Regions from separate parts of the Arabidopsis thaliana genome. Here region 2 is linked to region 1. Evidence: chromatin contacts called from public ChIA-PET data. All regions are on one chromosome and are shown on one strand. The core of a region is the stretch at or near the end of the contact, and the rest is flanking DNA. Distances in the headings are between cores, read along the strand shown. Region 1 holds the start of EML4 (Emsy N Terminus (ENT) domain-containing protein). Region 2 holds the start of AT2G44500 (O-fucosyltransferase family protein).

The links. ChIA-PET counts read pairs in DNA pulled down with a chosen protein or histone mark.
Region 2: an H3K4me3 ChIA-PET map of shoot shows a contact between it and region 1, with 11 read pairs. The contact joins the promoter of AT2G44500 here to the promoter of EML4 in region 1. A contact is called at or near these places in 2 of 26 Hi-C or Micro-C datasets (callus and rosette leaf) and 1 of 2 datasets of contacts at active chromatin or transcription factors (shoot).

What each region holds. Positions count from the first base shown.
Region 1 is chr2:18,336,537-18,344,013 of TAIR10.1, reverse strand. EML4 (Emsy N Terminus (ENT) domain-containing protein) reads left to right here and starts at 4,739. Exons shown (of 10, transcript NM_130007.4): 1 at 4,739-5,091; 2 at 5,363-5,589; 3 at 5,667-5,776; 4 at 5,868-6,117; 5 at 6,193-6,414; 6 at 6,512-6,580; 7 at 6,690-6,920; 8 at 6,992-7,060; 9 at 7,158-7,221; 10 at 7,374-7,477. The coding sequence starts at 5,064. The coding sequence ends at 7,393. It overlaps BGLU15 (beta glucosidase 15), which reads right to left and starts at 3,412. Exons shown (of 12, transcript NM_130008.3): 1 at 2,899-3,412; 2 at 2,744-2,813; 3 at 2,441-2,499; 4 at 2,281-2,356; 5 at 2,098-2,175; 6 at 1,802-1,889; 7 at 1,468-1,723; 8 at 1,037-1,367; 9 at 917-948; 10 at 716-818; 11 at 537-633; 12 at 87-450. The coding sequence starts at 3,048. The coding sequence ends at 270.
Region 2 is chr2:18,369,754-18,377,227 of TAIR10.1, reverse strand. It overlaps AT2G44500 (O-fucosyltransferase family protein), which reads right to left and starts at 3,066. Exons shown (of 4, transcript NM_130013.4): 1 at 2,108-3,066; 2 at 1,846-2,014; 3 at 1,377-1,750; 4 at 429-1,297. The coding sequence starts at 2,781. The coding sequence ends at 793. It overlaps AT2G44510 (CDK inhibitor P21 binding protein), which reads right to left and starts at 180. Exons shown (of 9, transcript NM_130014.4): 1 at 2-180.

The sequences.
Region 1 (7,477 bases), core at 3,490-5,989:
AAAGTTGTAGATGTTACATACTCTTTGCCTATATCGTTTTCACATTCTATTTTTTTTTTAACTTTTTCAACAAGTTTAATATTAAGTTTCCTTATAAAACGTACGTAATTACATCGAAAGATGATTTCCATCAGCTATACATCAATCGGGTTTCGTTGTGAAAATAGCTAAAACCATTTCTCATTATTTCCAAAGGGGGGAAAAAATATATAAATCTCTCAAGAGTAACAGAGAAACTAATATAATGAAATATACATATCTCATCATCATCAATCGTTTTTCTTTTCATTCAATAACTTTCTGAACCATTCAGCTGATTTCTTGGGATATCTCTTACATCCGTCTTTGAAATCCACATAAACCAGTCCAAACCGGACCGTGTATCCCATTGCCCATTCGAAATTGTCTAGCAACGACCATGCGAAAAATCCCTTCACATTGGCTCCAACACTACATTTGCAACATAATTACATAAATATGAATGATAGTTTATTTCGAATTGGGAGTCTTAACACTAGATATAAAAAGATGCTTACGAGATAGCGTCTTGAACCATTTCGAGATGTCGAGCGTAGTAATCGATCCTGTCACCGTCTTTAAGGAAGATTTTATTGGTACTAAATTCATCTCTCCCTACAAAGATTGTTATATACGTCATTAGGATACTAAAGGAATATATGTATCAAGAACTGAAGCAATTGTTTGTGTGAGTTACCGTTTTCAGTTATGTACATGACAGGGTCCTTAAACTTGTATTTTGCATAGAGCACAAGATCACGAATTCCCTTTGGATATATTAAAAGCCAATCTGATGCAGCCTATAAAATAAAACCCCACACATAGCTTAGCGCTTGAGTTTGAATAAGTTCGCAAATATTGATAACCATTGCAAGTTGTTTGTGTCTAAAACAAGTACCTTTGGACCAATGGGAACTCCATCTCTTTCACCTGATTTGACAAACACAGATTTTGGACTCGTTAATTTAGTTTAAAGTATTAAAAGAATATAAAAAAATTGGATGAGAAGAAAACAAACCTGTGACACTGGCACAAGGATCAGAGAACATAGTAACATCTTTGGTGGAGCAGGGAACATCCTTTGCATAAGTAGAAGAGTAATAGTTGATGCCAATGAAATCATATGAGCCTTTCAACATCTTAGATTGTTGTGCAGTGAATATAGGTAAGCGGCCTTTTACGTTGTTGACCATATCAACCGGGTATTTACCCGTCACAAGCGGCTCCATAAAGTAGTCAAATGTGAAGGCCATGGCTCGTGCCGCAGCTAATCTATCCTTCGGTGATTCTGTATATGGCAAGTTCCAACCCGCGTTCAAAGCAATACCAACTTGACCTTGTTGAGAAGCCTATCAAATAACATTTAAGATTGCATATATATATTTTTCAGTAACGTTGTCTATTTCAGTAACTTGATGCTTAAGAAACATCATCTTTTTCTTTTCTAACCTTGTATTTTTCTCTGTAGACTTGGACGGCGGCTCCGTGAGAAAGGATGAGGTTGTGACCAACGATATAAGGCTCGGTGGCTCCATTTCCATCTGTGCAATTAGGGTTTGTGAATTTGGAGCATCTTCCTGGAGCCATTACACCTGCAACATACCCTTGTTGCACCACTGTCAATGGCTCGTTCAATGTCATCCAATGCTTCACTCTATCTCCAAAATTCTTGAAGCAAATATCCGCATAATCGCGGAAATCGTTCCTATTTCATTACACAACAAAATAAAATTAGTCTGATCTGTCCTGTTAATTGTAATGGCTACTAAGGTTGAGGACTTACACAATCTCGGCACCACGGAATCCACCATAAGCATCTTCAAGGGCTTGTGGTGTGTCCCAATGGAACATGGTTGCAAAAGGCTTAATTCCTGTAAACAATTACATAAGAATTACTGTAGTGCATGTATCCTAATTTGAAGGGTGGAAGAAAAATGATTTAGTATAAATCAGATCGAATTTGTGTTAAGCTTACTTTTTAGAATGTTTTCGTCCCTTTTTTTTAATACTAAAAGCTTAATTTAAAGTCATATGAAACAGAGAGCGTTACTTTAGCTTGTATTAGATTATGTCTTTTACCTTTGGACAAAAGTTCATTGATCAAGTTGTTGTAATAGTCAATACCAGCCTGGTTGATTCCTCCTTTTAGATTCCCACCTAAACAAGAAAAAACTCGTAAATTTTGGCACTAAGTGAGAAACACAATTTTCATGTGTGAATAATCTTCAAAGAAGAAGAAGATAAAACGTTTAGATAACTTACGAGGCAAGATCCTCGACCATGAGATTGAGAATCTGTATGCATTAAACCCAATTTGATGCAATAACGCCACATCTTCCTGCAACGTTTTTTTTTTCTTCTTAATAATGATAATCAAAGAATGTGACTGGTTATGTAGCCAATGGAAATAATGGAAAATAACCTTGTAAAGATGGTAAGAGTTATCTGCAACAGACCCATTGCTACCATCCTTTATCTTCTCTGGAAAATTAAAATAAAGCATTAATTCCAGCTTTATTAACTATAATCTCATTGAAGAATCAAAAACAGAGCAATCAAAAACTAACATTTTACTTATTTTTCCAAATCTCATCCTTTCTCCAGTGATCAATCCATTTTTCATATGAACAGATTCACAAATATACGTCTAGACTAAATTCACGGATCTTGAATTTAAACACTCATATTTAGATCATTAAAAAACAATGAGATTAGAAATAAAAACCTGGATATTTCTCAGAGAAGGTATCCCAGATACTAGGTCCTCTACCATCTTCATGAGCACCTCCTTCGACCTACCAAGTATTTTTAAAAAAACCCATAAATTCTCTAACCAGTGATCGGACCTTTTTTTTTGTAAGAAAACTAACTAAAAAGTACCTGGTAAGCAGATGTTGCAGATCCAAAAATGAAATCTTCAGGAAAATCACTTCTTCTTAATTTAGGTGTTGAAGAGTTGTTGTTGGCAAGAACATCATTGGAGGCCAAGACAATGAGCACTACTAGCAAAGAAAGATAATTACCTCTCATTCTTAGTTTTCTTCTTTATGATTATTCAATCTTAGTTTTGTTTTTAAGAAGATGAGTTAAGTGGAGGTTTATATAAGGAAGAGAATCACAACTGGATATGTATGTGAATATCTAAATAGAGCTATTTGAGAAAGATGATCTGATAGAGGGAAAGAGAAAGAGAGTATGATAAAATATTCTAATTTTCTTAATTAGTAAACGGAAAATTCAAAAATGACCTTATCAAGTTATATCAAAATAGGAAAAGAATGATAAAACGTGAGTGAATTTTTTCAAAAATAAATCTAAAGTAGCTGAGTCATTATTAAAAAGAAAAAATTAGAGAAAGAAAAGCATCATTGCACGTCGTGTAGACATTTACTTAGATGTGCTAATTTCTCAAGGAAACGTGAAGACGTGTTAGTTTTATTGATAAGTCCAGTTTTCGTCATTTTGTGTAAAAACGTCTTTTGATACAAATATCGACAAGTTTCTTGTAACGGCTACTATTTCAAATTTTAATTAATTACTTTTGTTTTACTTCTTTGAGTCTTTCTTTCTTTTTTAAACGTTTATTTTCACAGGTTGGTGTAGTCTGGAACGCGTTTGGGATTTGGACTGTCGGTCAGAATAACAATTTTATTTATCAAACCTAACATGATATATTTAATAAATTAATTAACACTCTCTTTGATTTTCAATGTGACGAACCAAGTCATTGTTTTGGTTTGAGAGGATCGGATCTTTTTCCACGTTTAATTTTATAAGTTTTTTGATCAAAAACAAAGAATTTAGTTCATATTAAATTAAATATGGACTAAATTCTTAATAGTTAGTAATAATTTAACTATCAAAATATTTATATTTAACAACTATTCATTACAAAAGTTTTAATTTTTACAAGAACAGTCCAATACAAATTTATTTGTAAGCCAAAAATAATTTAAATAAAATTTATTCCAAAATTGATGAAATTAAACTAGAGCAGGAGAAAACTTTATCAAACTGTGAAAGGTTTTAGCGATCACCGATAACTGTTTAGCTGTTTCTTAGGAAACTCACACTGTTCATTGAAGAACCTTCCATATATCAACAATGTAATGCCGATTATAATTAGAATCGATCGTCTTCGGAGACACCGCGTAAACTAAAAGTATACGAGTGAGGTTTTGCTCGTTTCTAAAACTGATTTTCCTCGTGATTACAATTTACATAAGCATGCAGGCTTAGGTAGAATTACAATGTGACATAGAATCATTGGAAGAAAAAAAAAAAAATAGAGGATCCATCAAAATTGAACTCTTTCTTTATCGTAGACTCGTAGTATCTTTGGTGAGCTATTGCACTTCAACAAATTTGAAGAATAACAAATAATATAAAAAAAGAATTAGAGGATCCATCAAAATTGAACTCTTTCTTTACCGTACTAACGTACGTTGTTGTATTTTACTTACTTGAACACATCGAAGCAATAACATACGTTTGTTTATCAATTTAACATACAAATAGTTGGGCCTACTTATAAAACTAATGGGCTTGGGTAAGGCTTTACACAGCTTCGGGGTTTTGTGATATATCTAATTTTCAGTTTATTTTTTATTTTTAAATCTCTACGTGAACACGTGGCTGGGGACGAAACGACGGTGTTTTATTTCCCTCGTAACTATTTTGATAATTTTAATGAGAATGAATCTACGAAAATTTATTTTCTCAACAAATTTGTTTACTTTTGTTCTTATAAAATTAAATTTCGTCTGAGTTCTTCTAATTTTGGCAAATAATGAGCTTTAGGCAAAATCTGTAATCTTTTAAGCTGAATCACTTATAGTGAAGCTCAGATTTGTTACCGGAGCAAGAAATTGATCCGTCGCTTCTTTCTTATAGCAGCTCGACAAAGTACAAAATTGAGCTCAAAACCAAAAATCGAGTCCTCTTCTAAGTCAAATTGAAATCAACCTTGGCAAATTGTGCTTGATTCTTCGTCTAGCTTCTCCAATTTTCATCTTCGAGATTCGTCTCTTGATTTAAGCTTCGTCATGGACTGCAAATCGTCTGATAGCAGTGGTTAGTTCCCGAAAACTGTGTAGAATTTCTCTCGCCTTCTCTATCAGTCACTGAAAATTAGGGTTTTCACAACTTTTGGGATTTCTCCGTGCGATTACTGTTATACATTGTGTTATTTTGGTGGATTGGTGTTTTTAGTTGAAATTTTGGATCTTGCTGTTTCTTGATTTAAGCTGAAACCTTTTGAATGTAATGTGTGGTAATGATTGATTCACAAAGGTTTGATTATTGAGAATGCAACATTGATTGATTTTACCGGTGGTGTATTCAGGAACTGATGATGATCTGCCACCGTCGCATAGAGTTCCACGAGGAGGAGGAGGAGGAAGAGGAGGACGCGTGGCTGGTAATGGAAGACCTTTGAATCTTCCGCCATCTTACCCAAAGATGTATGATGATCTTGCTGCGGATATGGAAGCTCAGATTCACCAGATTGAGAAGGAAGCATATATCTCTGTTTTAAGAGCCTTTAAAGCCCAAGGAGATGCTATTTCATGGGTATTTTTTGATCTACTTTGATTTCTCTTGTTGTGTTAGTGTCTGGTTAGGTGGAATAACATGTATTTTATGTTCAGGAAAAAGAAAGTGTCATAACTGAATTACGTAAAGAGTTGAGTTTATCGAATGAGGAGCATAGAGAGCTTCTAGGCCGTGTTAACTCAGATGATACAATACGAAGGATAAGGCAAGATCTTAAATCTGAGCATTTATCCGATGAGCAAGTGAAAAGCTTCTTCTCTTTTCCTATCAATAACAAATGCTTTTTCGGTTATTAGGGAATGGAGACAATCTGGAGGAATGCAGCCAAGTATGCGCAATGCTGCTCAAGTGGTTCACGATACATTGCCAAGCCCTTCTGTTTCAGCTTCTATGAAGACGCACAAACCAAACCAGCCAATTCCTTCTCAACCATTCGCTAGTTCTTCACCTTCTTTTCATCCTCAAGCTGATCCCACTCACCCGTTTGCTTCATCGACAGCTAAACGAGGACCTGTTCCTATTGTCAAGGGCAAAAAACACAAACCAGTGAGTCAAAAACTCAGAATATTGGAATGTTTTTTAGTCATAAATCATCTTCTTACAAGTTACTTCTGTTTCTAGGTTTTTCCTGGCTCGTCTTCCACAAAACATGCCCCATACCATCCTTCAGATCAACCTCCACGAGGACAAGTCATGAACAGATTACCATCTGTTCCTGCCAGTTCAAGTGAACCCACAAACGGAATCGATCCTGAATCTTTTTTAGGAAGAAGAGTTAGAACAAAGTGGCCTGAGGACAATACATTTTACGACGCTATCATTACCCAGTATAATCCAGTTGAGGTGTGTGGCTTCGTTAGTTGGCATTCAGTTTCAGTTTTTCTTATAAAATAAGAAGATTCTTGAACTTACTTAAATATCGTTTAATCTTGAATTTTAGGGTCGTCATGCTTTAGTTTATGACATTGCAACACCTTCTGAGACATGGGAATGGGTTAGACTCTCAGAGGTAATTACTTTTTGATCAGAAGTCTGCTGAAACTTGTGGGGAGAATGTTCTAAACTTTGGTCAACGATTCTTTGTTCGTTTTTAATCAAGATCTCAAATTCTTTAACAGATATCTCCTGGGGATATAGAGTGGATAGGAGAGGATCCTGGGCTTGGTAATCGATATAATGGACAAGGTCATGGACTGAATAGAACTACCGGACCCAACTGTGTTCCACAACGAGGAAGCGGTTTGGAGAAGAACACTATCAGAAAGGGTTTCAGAACATCACAGAATGGAACTGGAAAAAAGAAACATCTCGATATACGAATCCGCCAAACAGATGTCCTAATCAGAGAGGTTGGTATCAATTATTTACAAGGTTAGTTTTGCAGCACGATATATCTCAAAATGATGATGGTATCTGATAGGTGGAGAGAGTTCTTCGTTCACACAATCCAGATCCTTACGAAGTTGAAAGGGCTAAGAGAGTTTTGGAGGTTTGATTGATCTCTTCAACAACAAAGATCCTTTTGTACATAGTTTTGATTTATATATACAGAAGTCTTAGATGCTCTATTATTACCTTTAATCCAGGAGCACGAGCATGCACTTGTGGGCGCAATTGCAAAGCTTGGAGATATTTCCGATGGAGAAAACGGCAAGTTTTTAGTCTGATATATCAAGCATTTACCATATCCGAGGCCCTATATCCTCAGTGATATTCCTCCATTTGAGCAAACAAAGACGAAATGCTTATAATTTCAAATCAAATACATTCACTAAAATTCTCGTTCTCTGTTCTTTGTGCAGAAGGTGCATTTCGTCGGTAGCTTATGTTTGAATCAAGCAATTTTGCCAAGGCACAGTGCAATGTGTGGTCCATGAGGAGTCAGTGAAGAAGAGATCGAAGGTCA
Region 2 (7,474 bases), core at 1,817-4,316, 35 kb before region 1:
CCTGGAAAAGCTGATTCAACAGTACGCAAAAGCCAAAACAACAAAGTTCACCCTTCTGAGATACGAAGATGATCAAACACTAACGACCCGGAAGCCAAAACCTCTCTGTCTCTCAAAACCCAAAACCCAACAAGACTGTTCGCGAGACTTCAATCTATGAGCGTGAAGAAAGCAAACTGCGTCGTTTTGTAACTAAACGAAGCCCTAATTAAAACGCCGTCGTTTAATCATCAAACCAAACAGACACAACGCGACGTCGTCTTTTATGTCTTCATCAGCATATTGTCTCATCTTTTGTCGACCAATTGAATATGAGTTATAATATGTTTGTAGCTGAAATATTCATGATTTAGCTACTTCACTCACATTTGTAGTTTTGTGAATATGTAAACCTATGGTTAGGTGAATTTCAACAAAATAACAGAGTTGGAGGAGATGATTAACTGTTGCTTTATTTATAGTACAAGTACAACTAGAACCGTATACAAACTCTGTAATATATAATTACAGCCCAAATAAATCGAATCAAAGAATCATATCTTATAACCTCACTATTCTACTTCTCACGTATATCGTAAAAACATGTAAGAAAAAAATAACCTCAGTTGAAACGAATATATATTTACTCCAAAAGATTTTGAAAAAATGATCAGATTAAAACCCGAACTAAAAGAATATCGCACGAACCACCATGAATCGTCTTCCTCAATCAATCTTCCGGGTGATCGGGAAAAAATCGGCGTCTTCTTCATTTTCCGCGCACCAAATAATGTCCAAAATGTCCTTCAAGGCTTAAGCATCGGACTGTTGTTCTTGTTGTTGTCTATCCGAGCACATACACTCTGGAACAGGATGTTTTGTAACATCTTTACCAGCTTTGCTCATTCTCAACTCCGGCTGTCCTAGCGATTCTCGATGAAGATCTTTCACAATTCTGTTAAAATCCGATTCAGGAAGCGACGAGTTCATGAAATAAGGAAGCATCTGTCTCTTATTAGGAGTGATGTATTTCTTGTGACCAGCGTAAGCTCTTTGCCCTTGTAACGCGTGTCCCATATTTCCTCCATGAGACGGTATGAAAACATCGCTCTTTTCGCAGACAATGTAGTCTATAGCAGCCATAACCGAAGCTTTGTTGGCAAATGGTTCAAGCTCGCCAGGTAAAGCAAGATCGTGCTTGTTGTAGAACTGAGGGAATTCTTTAGTTAGTGGCTCCAAAACCTCTTTTCCTCCTAGAGGCTCTCCTCCTGCCCAATAGATTCTCGCATCCTTTGGAGCTTCTAATGCTTTAAGCAGCCTGTAGAATGACAACAAAATGTTAGTATTACTTGAAAAAACATAAGCAAAAGGATTTGTTCATAGAGTTGGTATAATACCTTGTGACTTCTAGAGCAGTTAAAGGGCATAAACCGGCAAGTTTTCTCTCGTGATAAGTCATGTTTGATCTACCGGTAAGAAGCTCAGGGTGTCGTTCTCTTTCGCTGTTGACTATTTCATCGTACTCGGGAGTTAAACCAGGGAGACAACCAGTTCTAACCCAAACATCTTTCTCCATTCTTAGATGAAGTGAGAGATACTGTCCTTGGTTACGCATTCTTGAAGCTAGTTTATTACCGAGTTCAAGAATCCTCGGAGAAAATCTAAGCGCTTGGAAAGCAACCTTGCATCGGAGTTTCTGAAGATCTGAAGGGAGGTCTTTGGAGAGTCTTGAATCGAGTCCACGGAGAAGTAAAACTCTTTCTCTGTTAATCTGCAAAAACAGAGGAAATAAAACACTATTATTAGCTCAATCTAGTCAAACAAAGAAACACTTCAAAATGGTATTGTTTTGGTAAGAAATCTTACTCGCTTAAGATAATGAGCACGAATCCATTGAGGAGAAGCATGAAGTGGAGTCCTCTTCTCTTCAACAGGTCTCGTCATAACATGTGTAGAAGGTAAAGACGAAACTATATGAACATCATCTGCTAAAACATCCTTGAAATGCTCCAAATCGAATATATCCGCAAATTCACTAAAATTGCAACAAAACAAACAATTAGATCAACAATGTCACAATCTTATTACTTTCTTCTTTAAGAGATTATAATGAGTTTAAAGTTTATACCTTTCGTCTCCCCAAATGACATTAACCTGCAAAACAGGAACAACTAAAGAAGCTCCAAGGATCCTAGCGATCACAACAGCATCAACAATCTGATTCCTTTGCTGATTCATCCCACCAGAGACAACAACAAGCAAATACTTCCATCTGTTCTTCAAAATCGAATTGCTATCTTTTCTATATTGACTTGTAAATCCCAAACAGGGCTTAAACCCTAACCCATCAGGTTGCTTCCAGAAATCACCTTCCGTTAACAAAGTCTCGTTCTTTCCACCGTTTAATTGTATAATCGCATTCGAATTCGATGACCCAGTAGACAAAATCGGCTCTTGAGCCAAACCAAGATGGGATGCAGCGTTTTGTTCTCCGTCGAAGCTTAGTGGTTGTTGGGTCGTTGAACAAGGGTAACGTGAGAAAGGGAGAGAGATTGGGTCAACGTTGAAACCGAGTTTCAACATTCCAAAGAGTGAGACGAGGAAGAGAGTAAAGAACCAGATTCTAGGGTTCCTATAAGAGAAGCTGAATCTGTTGGTGCTTCTTGATGATTTCTTGGGAGAAACAAGAAGAGATTGTAATGAGGAAGATGATAAAGAGTTTATGATCTGAGAAGGGACTGAGATATACGAAACTTTCTTCTTGTTAAAGCTGTTACTGTTACTGTTTTTCGATAACGCCATTGAAGAAAGGAAGAAAGAAAAAACAGAGTCTTTGAGGAAGAAAGATTTGGGTTTTGAGGAACTCGCAGCAATGTTCGGTCACACAGCTACGGCGATGAATCAGGGAGAGAGACAAAAAAGAAACGTGTGAGAGAGAAAAAGAGAGAGAGAGGGAGATGGGCGGCGGGAACGCGAAGTCTGATCAAAGTCTGCAAACGCGTTCTTAAAGGAAGGGAGAGAGAAACAGAGAAGAAAGAGACCACATGGCAGTTTTTATTTTGAATTTGTTTAACTGTTTTGTTAATTAAAATACTAATTTAATTGTTTTGACTGTAATTTCTTTTCTTTAACTTTGATTAGAGAAAGTTTTTTTAAGAAAAAAAAATCTGTGATTAAGAGAAGAGACCACAAAAATGCGTTTTTTTGTGTGTGTTATGAACCTTATGATAAAGTCATTGGGAGTTTTTGGTAGGTCCATCAATAAGTTTTGAATTCATTTCGGCATATGAATAATGAGCCATACTGGATATCAAAGTCTATTCAATTAAACATGCTTTAAGTAGAAACAAAATAATATGTAGAAAAATGTGCTTCAAATATTTATGAGGTAATGAATGGGAATGATGATACACTCGTCTTTTTGTCAAACAATATTTTTTGAATAATTTGCAGTTTCTTCAAACTTAGAAGATGACAAATTACCAAACGAATTGGTTGCCATGGCTTATAGCCAAAGACTGGCTATGTATTTGTTTGTTCTATGTTTTAGTTTTTTAGATGATTAAATTTTGGGTTTTATGATAAATTTCTAAATAGAATCAAAGTTTTAAAATTAATTAGATTACTTGTCGCATAATTTTAATATGAGTTTTAACAACAACAAAAATTAATGCTATGTTATGATATAGTAGAATAAGAAAAAAGGAGAACCCCAATCACTTTTCATTTCAAATAATATAAAATATGTCCGAAAGAGACCAATTTATTGATGTCAATTTGTGAAAGTTCAAAAATTACACAAACCATAATTACGAATAGAAACACAAAAATGTGTATATCCATCCTTTGCGTACACCAACAACGATGACAGTGTCTTGTTGTGATACGGCCAGCTGTTTATTTGCATCATTCGAAGAACAAAAGCTAAATAAAGCTCACACGACAGCCTGTGAATACACTTCTCCTAATAAGCCCTATACCTAAAAACAATTAGTAATTAATTTCAATTATATTATAAAATATCAAACATTTCCTTTGGCTCCTCGAATATACCCTAAAGAAATGATTGCTATAATATTATAGAATTATGTAAGTTTGGTCAACAAGTTATTATCTACAAGTGAGTTTTATATATATATATATATATATATATATATACATATATATATATATATTATTTTTTTTTGGTAGAGACCAGAGAGTGAGTTCTATATTTTAACTATAGAGTAAGATATAATTTTTTCTTCATCTTAAGAGGGAAATTAAATGGGGCATTAAAAGAAGACTTATTATGACATCTTACAAAAAAAGTAAGCTTGGTCATATGTTATTAAGGTAATTTCTTAGAATTTGTTTTTTTTTTTTTTTGTGTTGAATTACATTACAAGTTATATCCAACTCTCTTTATCCAAGTGGCTGCCAGCTGGAATCCACTTGACACATCGGTATTCTCGTCCACGTCAGGTCAGTCTAACGTCTTATTAACCGCCACGTGTCTCCCTGCGGCCACTCACATGTCTCACGTCGAATTATGGGAAAAATTAAAGTACGACTTTTCACTGTCCAATATTCTTATTAACCAAACATAGAGATTGATGCGAGTTATTTTTTATTCGTGACTATAATATTCGATTTTGTTTTTGTTAAATGATTTCATGTTCTATTGTTCTACCTCAATTACATTATGGTACAATGGACAAATTTCTACACTACTAAACTTTTGAAAGCGAAATAAAACATAGATAATTGAATCTAATGACTAAATGTGGTTATTGCGTATGTACCGACTCTACAAGAAAAAAATGAGTCCAAAGCTGTTTTGAATATTCTAAATTAGAAACTTGTGAACATCATATGACGTAGAAGTTTGAAGAGTTCAAGTATACAATAGTATTATGTATTTCGTGTGGACTTGAATATTCTGGTTGGTTACCGAAAATGATATTTAATTAATTAAATCAGATAAAATGGGGTTTAATATCGTTTGGCCTTGCTAGATCTGTCTGTCCTTATTTAGTGTCTGACTATCCATTTAAATATATCTATAAATACTGCAAAGTTAATACTACATTTTTTAATTTATTTTTGGTATCAATGTTAAGTTAATACTGCATTTTTAACAATAAGAATATACATTTGTATCATACAGAGACGCTGACCTAGTTAATAATGACCATTAATGATTACAATAGTAATGAAAATCATGTACCTACCCAATTAGACCAGTTAGTGGATGGAGTCCTGGAGGAATAAGTAAAAAAAATTATCTAAGTAATTACTTATATTCTTATAAGTATCTCATACTATAGATCAAAATGAATATATGTTTTGATTCTGTATCGACTCAAGTAATAAGTAGCTGTTTCTTGGGTCTGATTGTGAAATTCAGATGCTCAAACTTTGAGGATGATAATATGGAAATAATTGTTGTGTTGATCTAGCGATGTAGTATTGAGATATACGGATTCCGGTATATATAGGAACAACAGCATATATAAGGGAATGAAAATGGAGCAACCAATAATATGATCAATAATTTTGGTTTAGTATTTAGCTTGTGATGGACGCAGACGAATGACGAGTACATGCTTCGTCCTTATCCAAATGACATTATTCGAAGTTGATGCAAAAACAAAATTAGACTTATTCATAGAATATTACGTTATTTAATATTCGTCGGAATTTTAGGGAACCATTGGATTAGTGGAGTTTTAGAATGTCATCACGTTGCACCACTTCCTCGAGTTAGAACAAAATGCGAATCTTACCGTAAGATTATTTGTTTAATCTCCATTTCATGTGCGACTGTAGATCTGCCTTCATGTTCCCCCTTTGTGCCGTTTTCAAATTCAATAAATACACACAGAAATTTATTAGTGCATAGTATTTGTTTTCCTGATAAGAATATGGACCAAAAAGAAATAAAACGGAAGAATATCAAGAACTTGCTCAATAATTTTAAGAATTTTCTTATCCCTCTTCGACGGTATTGAAGTTGGACATGCGTGCATCAAAATAGACGAAAACTATATATGCCATATTATATGTAATTAGGAATAATTTAACCATATGTAATAAGTAATTAAACTAATGTTCAATAGTATGTCTCATGTATTGAGCTAGTACAATGTCGTTGTCTCAAATACATAATTGAATACCGGTTACAGAAAATTCCAGAGGTTTTAATTAGTTAATTATATAGAATAGAGTACTCGAAACCCTAATCATTAAGCAATAAGGACGAAGCTATCTTAATCATGCTAATCCTTTCACTTCTAGATGCATTCGTCATTTGTAACAACTTATTTAGCTTAACAACTCCTACCATCCATAGTTAATATACTTCGTGTTCTTGATTTGGTGATAGGGTGTACTTATACAATATTTAAATTTCATAAACGATTCAGTCATCTAATCCGTCCAGCTTTAAAAAAATCAGAATAATCAACTAATAAAGAGATGGTGCTATTGGTTGGTACATCAACTTGGTTAAGAATCATAAGTTTCTTAAGTAATTAGTTATGATTAGGATTATTATTTTCCCTTGTCTTGATGGCTTGATGCATTTACGATGGGACATATGGATGACAACTAGGAGTTGAACCACCATTAAGACTTTGTTTTTATGGTTAAACCTCTAACTGAGACTTTCTTATCAGAACAACCTCATCTCCTGAATTTTATATGCCAAGATAATCATTAAGAAAGACACAGTAGTTTCACAAGTTGTTTTGATATATGTTCTTTTTAATATTTAGACCACAAGTGGAACTATTATAGCGATATCATGTATCTCGAAAGTCGAAACCCTAAAGAGGTCTTCACGTAGTAATCTTTGGTAAAATCAGTAATGACTACTTCAAGGACATTTTCTATTGTTATAATTAAGAGTAACAATAAAGATTTATATGATGAAAGAAGTACTTTGTTCGTGTTAATACATGATTCGAAAACCTAATATTATGATGGAATGATCATGATTTTTCCTTACATTACAAAAACAAAACACCATGATGATGCAATTATAATAACCTTAACTTAAGTATACATTTTTCAATTGTGTAAACAAATCCAGAGAGCATTATTGGCTTTCAAATATTGCAATCATAGTTGAGAATGGGAGATGTTTGTTTGCGTATGAAACACTAATGTACTTGCGTGTTTTCTATGTTCTGTGGATTTGTGGAAATTTGCCACGTGACAATTTTATATTCGTAGAATTTTTGGAGATGACACATTCTTAATTTTGAGTTTTGTGGACGTGAGGAGGGAAAAATGATTAGATAAAATAAAAAGTGGAAAGGTACTTGGAACTTGAAAATCAAGTAAACACGATCTATAGGTAACTAGAAAAAGAAAAACTATACTCCATTTTGTGCGCTCTTCGAATCATTACTCTAATGAACTAAATTAATAACGTGATAAGGCCTCCCACTAAACCCAAGATCCAAAGTTTCCAATCGATCGCAGAAAAGGATAATGAAAGTTTTAATAA